2 separate regions of the Mus musculus genome follow, and region 2 is linked to region 1. A link is a contact called in public Hi-C data. All regions are on one chromosome and are shown on one strand. The core of a region is the stretch at or near the end of the contact, and the rest is flanking DNA. Distances in the headings are between cores, read along the strand shown. Region 1 overlaps Nmnat2 (nicotinamide nucleotide adenylyltransferase 2). Region 2 overlaps Lamc1 (laminin, gamma 1).

Region 1 (4,673 bases), core at 844-3,343:
GCCCAGGAATTGAGCAAACCACTCAGGGGATTCAGGGTTCATCTTCCTAACAGCTACTGAAATGCTTTGCCACCCTAGGGATAGGGTGGGCTTGCTTCCTCTCCTTGGGACGCTTCTGATGTGCATGTAGCAGCGGTAGTGACATCACTGGACTCCCCTCCAACTCCACAGGTTCGGGTTCCCAGGAGCTTTCTTTCCTGGAATCTGGTATTCATTTTGGCAGAGGTCACAGGAGTCATGTGAACGATGAAGAGGGCGTGGGTGGCAAGCCAAGTGTCTGTGTCACTGGGGGGGGGGGGCATTACTGTGGCTGCGACTCCCTACTGAGATCAGTGGTTGCTCTGTGTGTTGTGAGCAAGAGGAGAGGGTTGGCCTCTTCCTCCACTCTAGACCTCTCAGCTTGAAAAGGGAGCAGATTCACCCCACATACCACACATAGGCATGTGTGTCTGCATGCATGCCTGCTCTCCTTCCCCGTCCCCTCACAATCTCTTTCCTGTCTATGGAGATCAGATCATAGGCTGAGCTGAACAACACCCCCAGGTTGCTTCCAAAGGCTGATGCAGCACCAGGCATCCCCCAGGCCTCAGAGCTGGCCAGGCATGGGTGTGTGAAAGACTGTCCAGGGGTGTGGGGTACTGCCAGTTTTCTGAAGGGCAGGAACTGCACCTCCTCCAGTTTATTGCCTTATGCACCCCAAACAAAGCCCACCCCCAAGCCCTTATCAGGACATTTCAGATAGGTTTGACACTAAGCAAACACTGATTAAACCAAGCAATTTCTCACACATCCTTCAAGATCTGCTGGAAATCCAAAGTAGCCAATTCTCTTGGAACTCAGATTTGGCACGTGTGCAGTGCCCGTCTCTGTGCCCCAGCCTTTAATTCCTGCTGAGTAGGAGCCCAACAGTAACCACAAGTAGACTTGTATGCTAAGTCTTCCCTGAAAAACACATACTTTTTTTTTTTTTTTTTTTTTTTTTTTTTGGCCTCAAACTTGCTATGTAGCTTAGCTCCTAATCTTCTTGCTTCCAAGTACTGGGGATTATAGACATAGACCATCATACCCAGCTTTGTGCAAGCCTTGGGAAGTGAAGAAACCGAGGAAAGTTGACTCTGTTTTCCTCTTTCTTTATTAAAAGATAAGAGAAGGCTCAGAGACAAGAGACTGCAGTGGCTAGAGAAAGAACCAGGAGGATACCTGGAGCTCGTTCCAGGTTCAGTGAGAGACCTCATCTTTAAAAAAAAAAAAAAAGAAAAGAAAAAAGAAATATATATCTTTATATATTTACCTATATTTATATAAATATTTATATAAATTTAAACAAACAATTATGTATTTATATAAATTTATGCATTGATATGTTTATATAAATTTATGTATATATTTTATATGTTTAAATTATATATAAATATATATTTATTTACACATACACATATATATTCATACACATACACACATGAAATCCACTGAGAAGACACCAGATCTCAGGCACTTGCATATACACATATCTGTACATACACACACACACACACACACACACACACACACACACACCCCTATACATATACATGTACGGCTCATGCCATCATTCACTGGAACCGGACTAATAACAACAAGAATTTAATGTGCCAGCCATTGTTCCCTGGGCCTTAAGGTAACTAGTGGTTCTGTGGCCTAGCTATCTAGCCCCTCTGGGCGTCCAGCCTGACACTCTCTCTTGTTGGCAGACCTCAGTCATGTCTGAAGGAGAAACACCCAGGTTAGAGGAGAGACTTGGCCTCTGTGGGTGGGAGTGGAGACCAGGGCCGCAGAGGCAAGGCTCACAAGAAAGGACTCCATTTGAGTCGTCTGCCGAGAGTTAGGTCAGCTCTGGGAAACTCGTTCCCAGGCAGTTTTTGAAAAACCAAAAGAGGTCATTTTGTTCTCCCTGAGAAAGGAAATCCCCTAAAGAGAGCAGTGGGCGGAATTTCTGAGGGCACGGAGTCTCTGGAAGCCAAAGGCGGGGTCAGGGAGGCCAAGGCAGTGGGATCATTACACAACCCCCTCTCCTTGGGAAAAGCCCAGCATCCTTCCTGCCTGGAGTGAGCCGGAGGCCACGGGCTCCATCTGCTGTGCCCTGGTGAGACACACACCAAAGAAACCCAGTTACTGGCCTCCATCTATTCTTTCCCTTGATAGACGCCCAGCAGAGGGTGTGGTGTCTCAGACAACAAAAACAAACAGAAGATCGTATCTGTACGTCTGTGTGGGGCCGGGGTGAGTGTTGTGTATGTAAGTGCAGGTACCCATTGTGCTGTGCAGTTTTATGATAGCTTGACACAGCGAGATATCTGAAAGGAGGGAAACCTCAACTGAGAAAATGCCTCTATAGGATCCGGCTGTAGGGCATTCTCTTGATTAGTGATCGATGGAGGCAGACCCAGCCAGTTGGGTGTGGGGCAATCCCTGGGCTGGTGGTCCTGGGTTCGATAAGCCAGCAGGCTGAGCAAGTCATGGGGAGCAAGCCACTAAGCAGCACCCCTCAATGGCCGCTGCATCAGTTCCTGCCTTGATTGAGTTCCTGTCCTGATTTCCTTCAATGACAAACAGTGATATGAAAGTGTAAGCGAAATAAACCCTTTCCTCCTCAACTTGGATTTTGGTCATGGTGTATTCAGCACAGCAATAGAAACCTTAATAAGACACCACAGTGGCCAAATGAGGGCTCAGATCCTCTGGAACTGGAGGTAAAGGCAGTGTGAGCCCTCTGAGGTCAGTACTGGATCCCCCACAAGAACAGTAAGCATTTTTAACCACGGAGCCATCTCTCCAGCCCTTAGGACTTGCATCTAAGGCCATAGAAGGGGTGACACTGAGTCTACACACAGCCTCTGTACTGCCCTTGCTGCCAGGCAATCTCTGTGGAGATATGGGAGTGTGCGCCCCTGCCCTTCCTGGGACTGTCACGGTGGGTATACTGAACTGGAAGTCAAGGTTAGATAGAGTCTGGTCTGTTTCCACGGGAAAATGGCCCTGGCTTTGGACTTCTGGAGGCCTGCCTGTAAAAAATAAATCACCTTGCATCAATTAGATTGCATCAGCATTGAGCACCTACTATGCACCAGTGTGGGAAACCAAGCACAGGGAACACTAGGATTTCTATGAAAGCTCAACCTGGAGGAGTTTACTTTCTAAACTGATCATTCCAACGCAATGCCTCCTGCTCCAGCGGTTGCCGGGCTGAACTGACATGGCGCATACACGCGTGTCTACCAGCTCCAAGGATCACGGTGATTTTCCAGAGGCACAAGGAGAACCAGAAGCAGGGCAGGACACTAAGAGTATCTCAGGCAAGGCCTCCCCTCTCAGCAGGGCCTCCAGCACAGAGGCAGGGGTAGAGGGGGGTGGGGGGAGGGGGGAGGGATTGGGGATGGGCCTGTCTGCCTCCTGCTTCCACCTGCTAAGGTAGCAGTGCTAGCTCTCTTTCTCCCCCTCCTCCCTCCATCTCTTCCCTCCTCCCTCCATCTCTCTTTTCTTTCATTTGTCTTTTTTTCCTTTTGCTCCCACTATTCTACAAGGGAGTCCTCCACATGGGGAATCAACAGAACATTCTTGTCCCATCAGACAAGAGTCGTTGGGGACTCCCATGGGACTGGGAGGGGAGGTAATCCCTGAAGGTCCTATGCGGGAGTTTCCCCATCTTTCTGCCTCCCAGCTGTGTCGCTGGGAAGCTCCTGTGGTCTTCTTCCTCCCGCTGGCTTCCCCCATTTTCTCCCTTTGCCTTCTCTGTCCATCATGGGCGTGCTGGGATAGATTTCTTCTGGCCAAATGAGTGGAAGAAAGGAGAGAAAGAGAGACCACAGAATAGCAGCACTAATGTCCTCGGAGAGCAACTCTCTGAGTTACCAGAGGAGGTGAAGTAATAGACTCCAAGAGTGAAACAGGAGAAGACAGAGACGAACCTTCTGAGATGGGGGAGCATTTAGGAGTTGGAATGAGGCGACAGTATCGGAGAAGGAGAGGGGAGGGGCTGAGCGGTGTCCTGGTTTGAACAGAGCATCCCTTTGGTGTTTTGTCAGTTTGAACAGCAAGGGATGCTGAGGATGATCGGGGAACAGTGGACCCTGCAATGGGAAGAGGTGTTACTTGAGGGCCAGGCAGGGGAAGTGTTCAAAGGGGGAAATGGGGAGGCTTAAGTAGATACTTTGAAACAATACTCCTCCACTACAGGGGTGAATAACAAGGATGTCGTGAGCCTGGGGTTGAAGAGAGGGACCCTAGATGGATGTTCTTGTAAATGTATTCTTTTGGAAGGTTATGGCTTTAGCAATCTGTATTTCTTGTTACCACACATATATTCATGAGAGTTCCTTTGTCATAACCCCTCCCTTCCTTCTCTCTCTCTCTTCCTCTTTCTTTTTTTTTTCTTTCACTCATTATTTTGTTTCTCTATAGCCCTGGCTTACCCCAAATGGAGGCAACCCTGCCTCAGCTATAGACATGAGACACGAGACCTAGCTTCTTTCTCCTCCCTCTTCCTCTTCTCTTCCCTCTCCTCTTCACCCTCTCCTCTCCTTCTTTGCCCTCCTCTTCTTCCTTTATCCGCTCCCCCCCCTCTCTCCCCTCCTTCTTTTCTCCTTCGTTTCCCTCATTCATTTTCGTTAGGACTTGACCAAAGCACTTCCATATCG
Region 2 (5,128 bases), core at 1,385-3,884, 180 kb before region 1:
TGAGTTCTAGGACAGCCAGAGCTATAAAAGAGGCATTTCTTCAGGCCGGCTTTTTTATGTTACCGAAAGATTAGAGCTTGTTTTAAAATTAAGTGTTTTGAGAATCACAGACCATTTTAATTTCTTTGAAAGGGTCAGTTTTAAATAGATTCTGTCTCATGAGATGCTCATATTTCAGGATGTAGTCTTTGGTAGATGATGCTAAGCTCACAAGAACAGTCAAGTGTGGTAACTGCATTGCAGTGGAAAGGGTTCACAGTTACAGTTTTATTTGTTGTCTGTGTGTGACCTCAGCTAAACATGGTTATACTAGGACAGGGAATTCTCAACAGTAAAGAAGAGGGCACAATGAAAAAACTGTATAAAATGCTGTTGTGTTTGACAGTGATTTTTTTTTTCTTTTAATGAGAACCTAATGAATAACGAGTTGAGCAGTGATAGTAACTGTCATTGTGACATTCTTTCTGGACTGCACCCTGAGCCATTCTACAGATTACAAAAGGGAGTACGCATGTGCACTAGAACAGGGAGGGTTGCTCTAGGAGCTTTGGCTTGCCTCTGCCGACCGTTGCTTCTCCTGTACCCAGAATGCCACCAGTACCAAGGCGGACGCAGAAAGAACCTTCGGGGAAGTTACAGATCTGGATAATGAGGTGAATGGTATGCTGAGGCAGCTGGAGGAGGCAGAGAATGAGCTGAAGAAGAAGCAAGATGATGCCGACCAGGACATGATGATGGCAGGGATGGTAAGAGGCAGAGGTCAGGGGTGCTCACTGGGAAGGACCCCACCCCCACCCGATGCCCAATTCCTGTGAGTTTCCGTTTGTATTGCATTTTCTTCCTCAAGAATTGGGTCAGTAGCTTGCGTAGAAGACAAAGAATTTGACTCCTTTGCCAGGTATTGATGTTGCACAATTGCCCCCATACCAAAGCACAGCTGCAGTCCCAGAACACTTAAAACAAAACAGAACAGAACAGAATGCAATTGTGGGTATGTGATGTTTTTTAACGTAGTTTGAATGGATAATTCCTACACGGGATAAAATAACTTAGAAAAGGAGATTGCAATGAAAAGCTCATTTCATTCCCAGTTTTCCCAGCTGCTCGCTCACTAGAGGCAGAAGCCAGTTTGTTATATAAGACATTGGTGAGGCACTCTGTAGCACTGCACGGAAGCCTGTGGTAACGTGCACGTCTCACGCCACGTGGAAGAGTTAATCTGTGACTCTACGGGGCAGTGGGGAATGAGGGTCAGCTCTGTTCATTCGGTGCTGTATTTTGCATTCAGAAGAACTTCCTGGGGTGGTAGTGTGACTGTCCCTGTCCTGTTCTGTGTTGCAGTCACAGGGACAGTGTATATCAGCCTGTTTGCTCACACCCTTGCAGTGGCAGGAAGAAGCCCAGTTTTCCCAAGCCCCCAACACAGGGCCTCGAGCTGGGTTTACTTTGGGACAAAGTGCAAGGCCTGTGGGAATGATGCCAGTTCTGTACACAGCTGTACAGGCAGCTGCATTTGGAGGCTTATTTATTTGTTTGTTTTTGTTTGTTTGTTTGTTTGTTTGTTTGTTTGAGACGGGGTGGTTTTACTATGTAGCTTTGACTGACCTGGAGCTCTCTGTGTGCACTATGATGGCTTTGAACTCATAGAAATCCTCCTGTCTCAGCTTCCCAAATGCTGGGATTAAAGGTGTGCACCACCACACCTAGTTAAAGAGCTGAGATTTTAAACTTTGTGTTGGATTGTTCTGTGATTTTTTTTTATGCAAAGCGAGGCTCAAATGAAAAGGACCATGAAGCAATCGTTAGTCTTTCTCTTTTTTCTCTGTACTTCATTTTTAAAATTACTTATTTATTTCATGTGTTTTTGATGCATGCGTGCCATAAGGCACATGTGGAGGTCTCGGGACAACTAGTGGGAGTTGGTTCTTTCCATCCACCATGTGGATGTTAGCATGCGATCTCAGGTCGTCAAGCCTAGTGGTGAGTCCTCTTTCCCAGTCAGCCATCTTGCCAGCCCTGTGGGTGCACTCTGACGGGAGCATTGTATTTAAAGCACTGAAAACAGCGAAGGATACAGATTTGCCAGTTCCAAAAAGGGATCTGGGTTTACTTCAAAGAGGGAAAACTAAGTTTTTCTTTCGTTATTTTTGGTCCATATCTTTTTGAGAGCAGCAAGCCATCCTTCTCTGTACTCTTTTGTAACTCTATCAGTTTTGAAAGGCCACCATTCAGCTAGTTTTACCTGAGTGTAACATTTTCTTCAACCAGACAGGTTGTGATTCTTTCTGGAAGATACCAAAGGCCACAGGTTAAACACAGCCCAGCTCTGTGTCCCAGTCCCAGAAACTCGCAGGAAGCCTGTATGGGCTCCAGCCGTGTGTCCCAGTCCCAGAAACTCGCAGGAAGCCTGTATGGGCTCCGAGAACAGCTGCAATTGGAACTGAATTTAAAATTTTTTTTTCTGTTTTTAAAATTCCCACAATGTTTTGATCCCCAAATGTTTGCTTTGTCCTGACCCCAAAACTAGGAAAAATAATTAGTGACTGGGAGTGCAGAGCCACTCCTTTCTGTCCTGCTTTGGGTTTGTCGGGAGAGCATCTGCTTTCTGATACAGGGATGTTTCCTTTTCCTCCACTGCATCCTGTGACTCACGCTCTGTGTGTTTGTTCAGGTTTCATGGAACGTTCCCAAGTATGTTTACCTTTGGTTGGCTTTGAAAATATCCATTGTTGTGTGTGTATGTGTGTGGGTGTGTGTGTGCGTGTGTGGGTGTGGGTGTTTTTATAAGTTGACAGAGAATTTTCAGAAAAGCCTCGCTTTTATTCTCTCCAAGAATAGAACATCTCTAATAATGAGGGCCCTGAGAATATCCACATTCTAGAATAATAATTCCTACATTCAACTCGAACTTAAAACAAAATAACCTGTTTCTACTTAATCCATTTTATCATGTGTTTGCCCCAAAGTGTTCTCAAGTGAGGGGAAGGGAGAAAATGGGATAGTATTGGTTTTCTGACTGCATACATCATTAGGGGTACCCAGGCACAGTAGTACAGTCCCAGCACTCCGAAGGTTGAGACAGGAGGACCTTGCATTTGAAACCAGCTTAGGTTACATAGTAACTCTGTCTTAAAGAACAAAACAAAACCAAAAAACCAAAACAACAACAAAAAGCATATACTGTACTATGCAGTAGAAATAACATCCTCCACCTGAAGATACCACCCCCAAAAACCCTGCAGTGAGAGCGACTCTGATTCAAGGGAAACACATCTGAAAATAGACCTGCTGGTGCACTGGAGGAAAATATTTAGAGAAGAAGAAAACACAAAGTCCGAAGTATTCATGCTGTTTATCCTCTTCCACTACAGGCTTCGCAGGCTGCTCAGGAGGCTGAGCTCAATGCCAGAAAGGCCAAAAACTCTGTCAGCAGCCTCCTCAGCCAGCTGAACAACCTCTTGGATCAGCTAGGTAAGTAACAGAAGGGTTGCTGCAGCCACCGCTTGCAGGGCTGAGTCCACTGATGCAGAGTCACATTCTCTAAAAGCATCATTAAGGCATTCATATTAATGTTTTGTTTAGCTCTTGCTTATTTAAAGACACCTTGTACACAGTGTCTTGCTTGGCAGAACCTTGTAAGGGCAGCTTGCATCGGCGCGACACTGATAGGCTGTCGATTCTAGAGTGAAGGCGAATGGGACTCTATTAAGTTCAAGTACTTAGGTGCCTTCCCTGGGGCTGAGATGAGCTGCCAGCTAGGGATGCCACTATGGCCAAGGTCCAGCCTACAGTTAAACAGCCATTTCCTCTTAGTTCTGCCTGCTGGTGGAGCGTCTTTAAGGGATTTGAAGAGAAAGGCTCAGTGGGAGAATAAAATAATACTTGAACCTGACTGCACTTCAGAGCTCAGAATTCTCTCCACTTGCCAACCAAAGAACAATTTGATGAAGTGAAAACTTTCACACCAAACAAGAGAAAAGCTTTGTTTTGTCTTATCTTGTTTCAGGGACATATAAGCGCTGAGCTCTCAATTTAACCCAGTGTGGTAGAGAACTGAGCTTTCTTAGGACCTCCATTACGAGAGAGTCATATAGCCACCAAAGACTGGGGATGGATTCTTTTATGTTTTTTTTTTTCTTAAAGGGAAGAGAGATAATATTTTATCTGTCTCAGAGACCAATAATAATAAATTATGTGCCTAGAATGAAAGCAAGCTAAAGCAGGGGCTTTACACCTTCTTTATCCGTTAGGTTGTATAAATGCATGCAAATAATTCTTGACCGTCTGTACTTGCTGGTTTTGTGTCAACTTGACACAGGCTGGAGTTATCACAGAGAAAGGAGCTTCAGTTGAGGAAATGCCTCCATGAGATCCAGCTGTAAGACATTTTCTCAATTAGTGATCAAGGGAGGAGGGCCCTTGTGGGTGGTATCATCCCTGGGCTGGTAGTCTTGGCTGTATAAGAGAGCAGGCTGAGCAAGCCAGGGAAAGCAAGCCAGTAAAGAACATCCCTCCATGGCCTCTGCATCAGTTTCTGCTTCCTGACCTGCTTCAGTTCCAGTCTTGACTTCCTTTGGTGATGAACAGCAACATGAAAGTGTAAGCTGAATAAACCCTTTCCTCCCCAGCTTGCTTCTTGGTCATGATGTTTGTGCAAGAATAGAAACCCTGACTAAGACACCATCTGAGAGTTGGTGAGGTAGACTGGGCTCAGGAAACTGCTTGTCTTTCTGTATGATTTTATTTTCTATAGAGCATCTTCTTCCAAAAGAAACTATTATTTTTTTCTTGATATATTTAGAGCAAAGCTTTGCTTACAGATCTCGGCATTTTAACCTTGGTCGTTTTTCATCAAAAGGTTGCTAGTGGTGTGTAACGCCTACAAGCAGAAAGTGACCCCCAAACGGCCCCATTTGAATCCCAGGAGTTGAGGATGTATGCTTCTATCTTAGAGACTTTGGCATTCTTTGACGATACTGAAATGGACCACAGATTACACCTAGATTACACATAGAAACCTGCAGAGGATTGAGTCTTACCAAGTCACCTTCTTCAGCATAAGCGAGGTCTAAGACATGGTGCTTATACATTTAGAAACACATCCTCCGAGGGCTAGAGAGATGGCTCA

The links. A called contact is a pair of places that touch in the nucleus more often than the background predicts.
Region 2: a contact with region 1 is called in a Hi-C map of muscle stem cells, with 3 times the contacts expected there. The contact joins two enhancer-like sites. A contact is called at or near these places in 1 of 15 datasets of contacts at CTCF or cohesin (the NIH/3T3 cell line), 13 of 484 Hi-C or Micro-C datasets (the C3H10T1/2 cell line, the HL-1 cell line, adipose-derived mesenchymal stem cells and 9 more), 5 of 115 datasets of contacts at active chromatin or transcription factors (embryonic stem cells, fibro-adipogenic progenitors, heart atrium and 2 more) and 3 of 9 other capture datasets (adipose tissue, liver and pancreatic islet).

The regions. Positions count from the first base shown.
Region 1 is chr1:153,045,716-153,050,388 of GRCm38.p6, reverse strand. The region is part of intron 1 of Nmnat2 (nicotinamide nucleotide adenylyltransferase 2); the gene reads right to left. Among named protein-coding and RNA genes, the nearest start is that of Nmnat2, 93 kb to the right of the region's middle. Within about 2 kb of position 2,093, at least 83 of the 459 cell types and tissues checked have an H3K27ac peak or open chromatin away from gene starts, as enhancers often do. A contact at or near this core is called in the HL-1 cell line, muscle stem cells, neural progenitor cells and 1 more, where this site is marked.
Region 2 is chr1:153,222,002-153,227,129 of GRCm38.p6, reverse strand. Lamc1 (laminin, gamma 1) reads left to right here. Exons shown (of 28, transcript NM_010683.2): 26 at 588-746; 27 at 3,372-3,471. Among named protein-coding and RNA genes, the nearest start is that of Lamc2, 38 kb to the right of the region's middle. Within about 2 kb of position 2,634, at least 41 of the 459 cell types and tissues checked have an H3K27ac peak or open chromatin away from gene starts, as enhancers often do. A contact at or near this core is called in the HL-1 cell line, muscle stem cells, neural progenitor cells and 1 more, where this site is marked.